Linked DNA regions of Gossypium hirsutum: region 1 is linked to region 2. A link is a contact called in public Hi-C data. All regions are on one chromosome and are shown on one strand. Each heading gives the region's core, a stretch centred on a gene start, on an enhancer-like site or on the middle of the called end of the contact. The rest is flanking DNA. Distances are from core to core; before and after follow the strand shown. Region 1 holds the start of LOC121213624 (trihelix transcription factor PTL). Region 2 has its middle 11 kb from the start of LOC121214381.

Evidence for each region. A called contact is a pair of places that touch in the nucleus more often than the background predicts.
Region 1: a contact with region 2 is called in a Hi-C map of hypocotyl, with 4 times the contacts expected there. The contact joins the promoter of LOC121213624 here to the enhancer-like site in region 2. A contact is called at or near these places in 12 of 34 Hi-C or Micro-C datasets (anther, callus, hypocotyl and 2 more).

What each region holds. Positions count from the first base shown.
Region 1 is chrD01:33,457,033-33,459,766 of Gossypium_hirsutum_v2.1, reverse strand. It overlaps LOC121213624 (trihelix transcription factor PTL), which reads right to left and starts at 1,327. Exons shown (of 2, transcript XM_041086434.1): 1 at 708-1,327; 2 at 1-164. The coding sequence starts at 1,147.
Region 2 is chrD01:33,333,900-33,336,611 of Gossypium_hirsutum_v2.1, reverse strand. No RefSeq gene overlaps it. Among protein-coding and RNA genes, the nearest start is that of LOC121214381, 11 kb to the left of the region's middle. Within about 2 kb of position 1,346, at least 3 of the 9 cell types and tissues checked have an H3K27ac peak or open chromatin away from gene starts, as enhancers often do. A contact at or near this core is called in hypocotyl and leaf, where this site is marked.

The sequences.
Region 1 (2,734 bases), core at 78-2,577, 120 kb before region 2:
TATCCCCATATAAAGCTTCAAGTTGACGAAAGAATCGATAGTGTTTACCATCCTGTCTCCCAGCCTTGCCTTCCTTAGTCTTTTTATAATATTTATACAAGTTTTCGAATTTTTCCCTGCATTTTTTCCCACTCCTTTGGTACCCATGTTCCTCAAACATGACTCTACAGCACCAAGAGAAAAGGGAAGGAAATGGCAATAAATTAAACTTTAAACCTATTAGAAAACAGATGAACCCTAATTCAAATTTGTATGACCATGGAAATATCATGTGATGAATGTTGATAAAGCTCTTATTTGACCATTCAAAATTGAAAAATAAAGATGGGTCTTTCGGCAAGGGACTGATGAAAACGTCTTTTCATGGAAAAAACTTGCAGATGGGTACTTAAAACATCCAAAAGGTTAGTCATTTTTATAGTAAAAACCAGTAAAAACTTGCACAATAATGGAGGCAACACATTTTCAAAGGAAAAAAAGAGAGCAAGTCAGTTGAAGACTATAGAAATGATCAGCTATCGTTTATTTTCTTTAAAAATAAATAAAAGAAGAAAACTCGTGTAATACTGTTCCTGGTTTGAACCCCATTTCATATCTTTAAAAGGAGAAACAATCCGTGGAGTGAAGTTGCTAGCTTTGGGAATGGAAGAAAATAGAGAATTAGGGTATGGAGAGCATGGAAGAATAAATATATTATTTGTATATACCTGGAAACTTCATCCCACAAAGGACCCTTTTGATTAGCTTCTTTGAACTTGGGGTCGAGATGAGATCTGATCTCAAGAAGTGTTAAAGTCTCTTGTCTCGGCCACCTTCCATTTCCTCCGTCACCTCCAAAAGCAGTGGCTTCACCGTCGAACCCACAGCTGGGACTAAGTGTGGAAGCACTAGTGACAGTGGCAACAGCAGCCATGGGAGTGCCATTAGTATTACCAGTAGAATCAGAAGGGAACTCATGTCTACCCACCATTTGCATCACATCGAAGGGGTGGTGGGGTTGCTGCGATGGCGGCAGATTCCGGTGGTGGCCGGGGGAGAATAACTCAGTATCCTGTGGAATTGCTTGGAAATTGATGGGTTTTCCGTTGAGTAGTTGCCTAAGATCGGGTATGGCATATTGATGGTGACGATGATCCTCCATTTCCATATCGATTTATGAATCCAAAAAGAAAAAAACAATGGATAAGGAAAAGGAAAGAGTAGAGTAAAGCTAGAAAAATAAAAATAAAGAGTGAAAGAGAAAGTTTTTAATAGAGAGAAAGAGTGTATGAGAGAGAGAGATAGAGAAAGCGGCAGACTCGGATCGTGTCGTCCACGAAAAATCTCCAAATTAAGCTTAGGACAACGGTCCCACACTCTACAAATATACGTATTTTGCTACAATCTTTTCCAAAATTACCTACATTTGTACATAATTGGAGTGTCTATTAATCCTAACTAGAGGTGTTCATGGGCCGGGCGGCCCGGGCCGGCTCGACGGCCCGCCCGAAATATGGGAGAGTTTTGGTAAAAATATAGGCCCGAAATATGGGCTTCGGCAAAAATATTTTTATTTTTATTTTTTAATTTTAAAATATTTTTAAAATACTTTTTTTTAATTTTTTAATTTTAAAATTTTTTTAAAATACTTTTTTTAATTTTAAAATATTTTTAAAATACTTTTTTTTTAATTTTAAAATTTTTTTAAAATTTTTTTAAAATACTTTTTTTAATTTTAAAATATTTTTAAAATACTTTTTTTAATTTTTATTTTAATTTTTAAAATAAATTTTTGGTATATATTTAAAAAACGGGCCGGGCCCGGGCTTATGAATTTTTTCCCAGGCCAGGCCTGGGCAAAATTCTAGGCCCATATTTTGGGCCGGGCCGGGCCCGGGCCTAGGACCCGGGCCGAAATTTTTTCTGGGCCCAGCCCGGCCCATGAACACCTCTAATCCTAACCCAGGTTAATTTGGGTGTACCTTAACTTGGATTTTGATATTTATTTTGTATCCGCTTATTTTAAGTAAAAGAATTTTTGAATTTTTTATAAAAACATTTATTCATTCTTTTTAATTTAATTTATGTTAATTTTAAGAGTGAAAGTGAATAATTAAGGACAATTAATCATGGTATTAATGTCTTCAGTCAATTGTAAATGATTTTAGCTCTCGATGTTTATATGTTTTGTCAATTTGGTCTAGATTCTAAAAAATTTAACAAATTTAGCCTCAATATTTAACATTTACAAAAATATTACAGGATAAATTTGTTAAGTTATTACCAAATTAACAAAATGTGTAAATTTTAATGGCTAAATTTGTTATTATACTAATCAAAATTATGTACAAATGATAGAAAACATTAACGTCATGGTTAATTGTTCTTAATTTCTCACATTCAAAATTGATAGGAATTAAATTTCCCAGATTTTTTAGAGGGACTAATTTGTCCAATTTCAAAATTAAAAAGAACTAAAAATATATTTTTACCCATTTTTTAAATTTAGAAAAGAGATCCATATCATTTTGAATTATTTATTCAAATCATTTTTAATCCAAACCACTCTAGGTTCCAATCATTTTGTGTCGATCATTTTGAATAAAATGATTTTAAATTAAAAAACTTGAATTATTAATTTTTTATAATAAAATTAAATTGAATCGAGTCCGGGGCCAAAATCAAGGGTAGTGTCAAAACATTCCAATCACAACCCATTCCTCGACCGCGAGAAAAACCTTTGGGCCCTTTGGGG
Region 2 (2,712 bases), core at 97-2,596:
ACAGTTCTTAAAACAATTTTTAAGTTTAGGGATTAATTTAAATAAAAAAATTAAAATTCTAATGTGAGAGCAATTGTCTAGTCCATATCCCAATATAGAAACATTTATCAAATTCAATGACTAATTTGGATAAAAAAAGTTCACACCTCAAGGTGAAAGTTATTGCTAACTCAAGTCCCAAAGCTTTATAGCTTTGATAGGGATGGCAATTCGAATTTCGGATTTATCCAATTCAAATTTTACGGATTCAAAGCGGATGCAAATAGACCTCTTCTAACAAGTTTGCACCCAAAACCTCTTACACATAAAACCATGTTTTAACTACTAATACTGCTCTTAAACATTAGTTATAATTTACACAAGTTAATAATTAATGTATAAAAATATAATAAAAATATTTTTTTAAAATAAATATACTAATTAATAATAAAATTGAAAATAACTATTTCGTCTTCTTTTAAATGTCATGTAGCTTCTTCTAAATTTTATTTTTTTATTTTTAAACCTAAGCAAACAATGAGATGAGACCATCGTAATTCCTAAATTTTTCACTGCTTTTTTTATTATTTTATTAACTCAATTAGTTAAATTACTTTAAAAAAATTATTTCATATTTATATAATTAAAATAAATATTATAATATAAATTTATTTTCTAATATCACTTAATTATATTCAATACATGTTATATTATAAATAATTGTATACATACATGTTTAAGGACATATAATATATCAATTGTTATATATATATATGTAAATTATGAATGTATAATAATATTATTATACAATTATGATATTATAATTTGTATTATTTTATTAATGATATGTACCTAAACATTAAACGTGTAACTCATTTTACGGTAGATTATAATATATACAATTAGGATTATATAATTAAGGTAGATTATTTAAGATTACTAACCCTATATACAATTACATTATTATAATGTACATTTTTATATTAATGATATGTAAGATTAAACCCTAAACGTATTGTTATGAGAGACGTCAATACTGGTAATAGAATGATCGCAAAATAATAAGAAAAATAAAAATAAAAACACATAAATTTTACGTGAAAACCCTTTCGGAAAAACCCATGAATAGACTAATATCGATAAGTGAATGATACAAGATGATGTGATTCTGCCCACCAAGGCTGAATCAATTCTTGCCAAGGTGAAACAATTTGAAGTTGGGCCTAATTTCCATGAACCACATCTTCTTGAGATAGCTAGAACAAAGATTGATCATTTGTGTTTACCAATTAGGTCAACTATGGGGGGCGAACAAAGTGGGTCAAAGAAGAGTTTAAAGGGCCTATGTGTGGACATTGGGAACAAGCCCAAATTAATTATGTTCTGATTGGCCAAGACCAAGTCAAATGCTGATCCGAGAGTTGGATGAGACCTCCATTGGGTTTGGTTAATCATGAGACAGTTTAAGAAGACTTTAATTAAGTTTCATTTCAGTTTAATAAGTTTGTATCTTTAAATTATGTCTTGCATTATATGTCTACATCTTTAATTGTGTCTAGCATTATGTATTTTGCATTTAATTAAGTCATGCATAAAACCATCTCATATGTTAATTAAGTTTGTGTTTTAATTATGTACATTATGAAAATAAGTTTGCATTTTAATTAAGCCATGCATTTATGCATCTTATATGTTAATTATATTTAAGCATAGGTTGGAGTTACATGTTCATAAATAAATGCATGTGTGTATTTACATTATGCTGGTTTCAATCATAAATATGTGTGTTTTAAGTTAAATATTTTAGCTGAATATGAATATGAAAAGTTGTCAATGTTTAATGTCTAATTATTTATCTTGTAGCTGACTATTTATAGGACTAAGAATAACTCTTCAAGTCTAATCGATTTCATTCATTTAAAGCTCATTATGGTGGTTGTTTAAATGAATCATGAGTGACTCTTCAAAATCTGATTGGTTTCATGCCCTTAAGGATCATTATGGAGCCATTAAAAGAGATGAATGTCAAGCAACATAACATTTGGTCATAAGGGGGATAAAGGGACACTAAACAGCACAATCATGGAAGATTAAGCTTTCAACAAATGAAGAGACATGACTTTTTAGCTATCTGAATCAAGTGAAGAGTCATGACTTATTGGTTGCCCATCATAAAGTTATAACCAAATTTTAAGTTGTGATAAAAGCTAGTGTAGCTGCTGAATTTGAATAGTCAAATTAGGGCCTATATATATCTTGTAAAAGGACGATGTTGAGGTTAGATAATTATTCTGAATATAAACTTTGTTGGTGAGATTATTATCTCACGGTTCTTCATTGGATTAAGCTGAACTTATCAAACTTTTATGAGTTTGTGGCATTCACCCAATTGTCTTATCAATTCATTTCCCATCACGGAGTGTGGCGGCTTTGCTTACCAAGGTTCGAGTATTCTTTCACATTTAAGTGGGTCATAGTTTTAATATAACTACGGTTCCTTAAAGTATTCAAGTGCTACGGGTCAAGGTTTCCACCAATTGAACCTATTCGAGACGGTCCTTCCATTCGAGCTATTTTCCAAACCCTCCAAGTTTGGAAATTTGTATCACAAGAGGAGTTTTGACTATACCTATTTAAGGGTTGAAAAAACCTACAACTCTTAACCTCTCACCCCCACAGATCCCCTTATTTATTTTTTCAACAAGTAACAGAATTCAAGTCACACAAACTCTA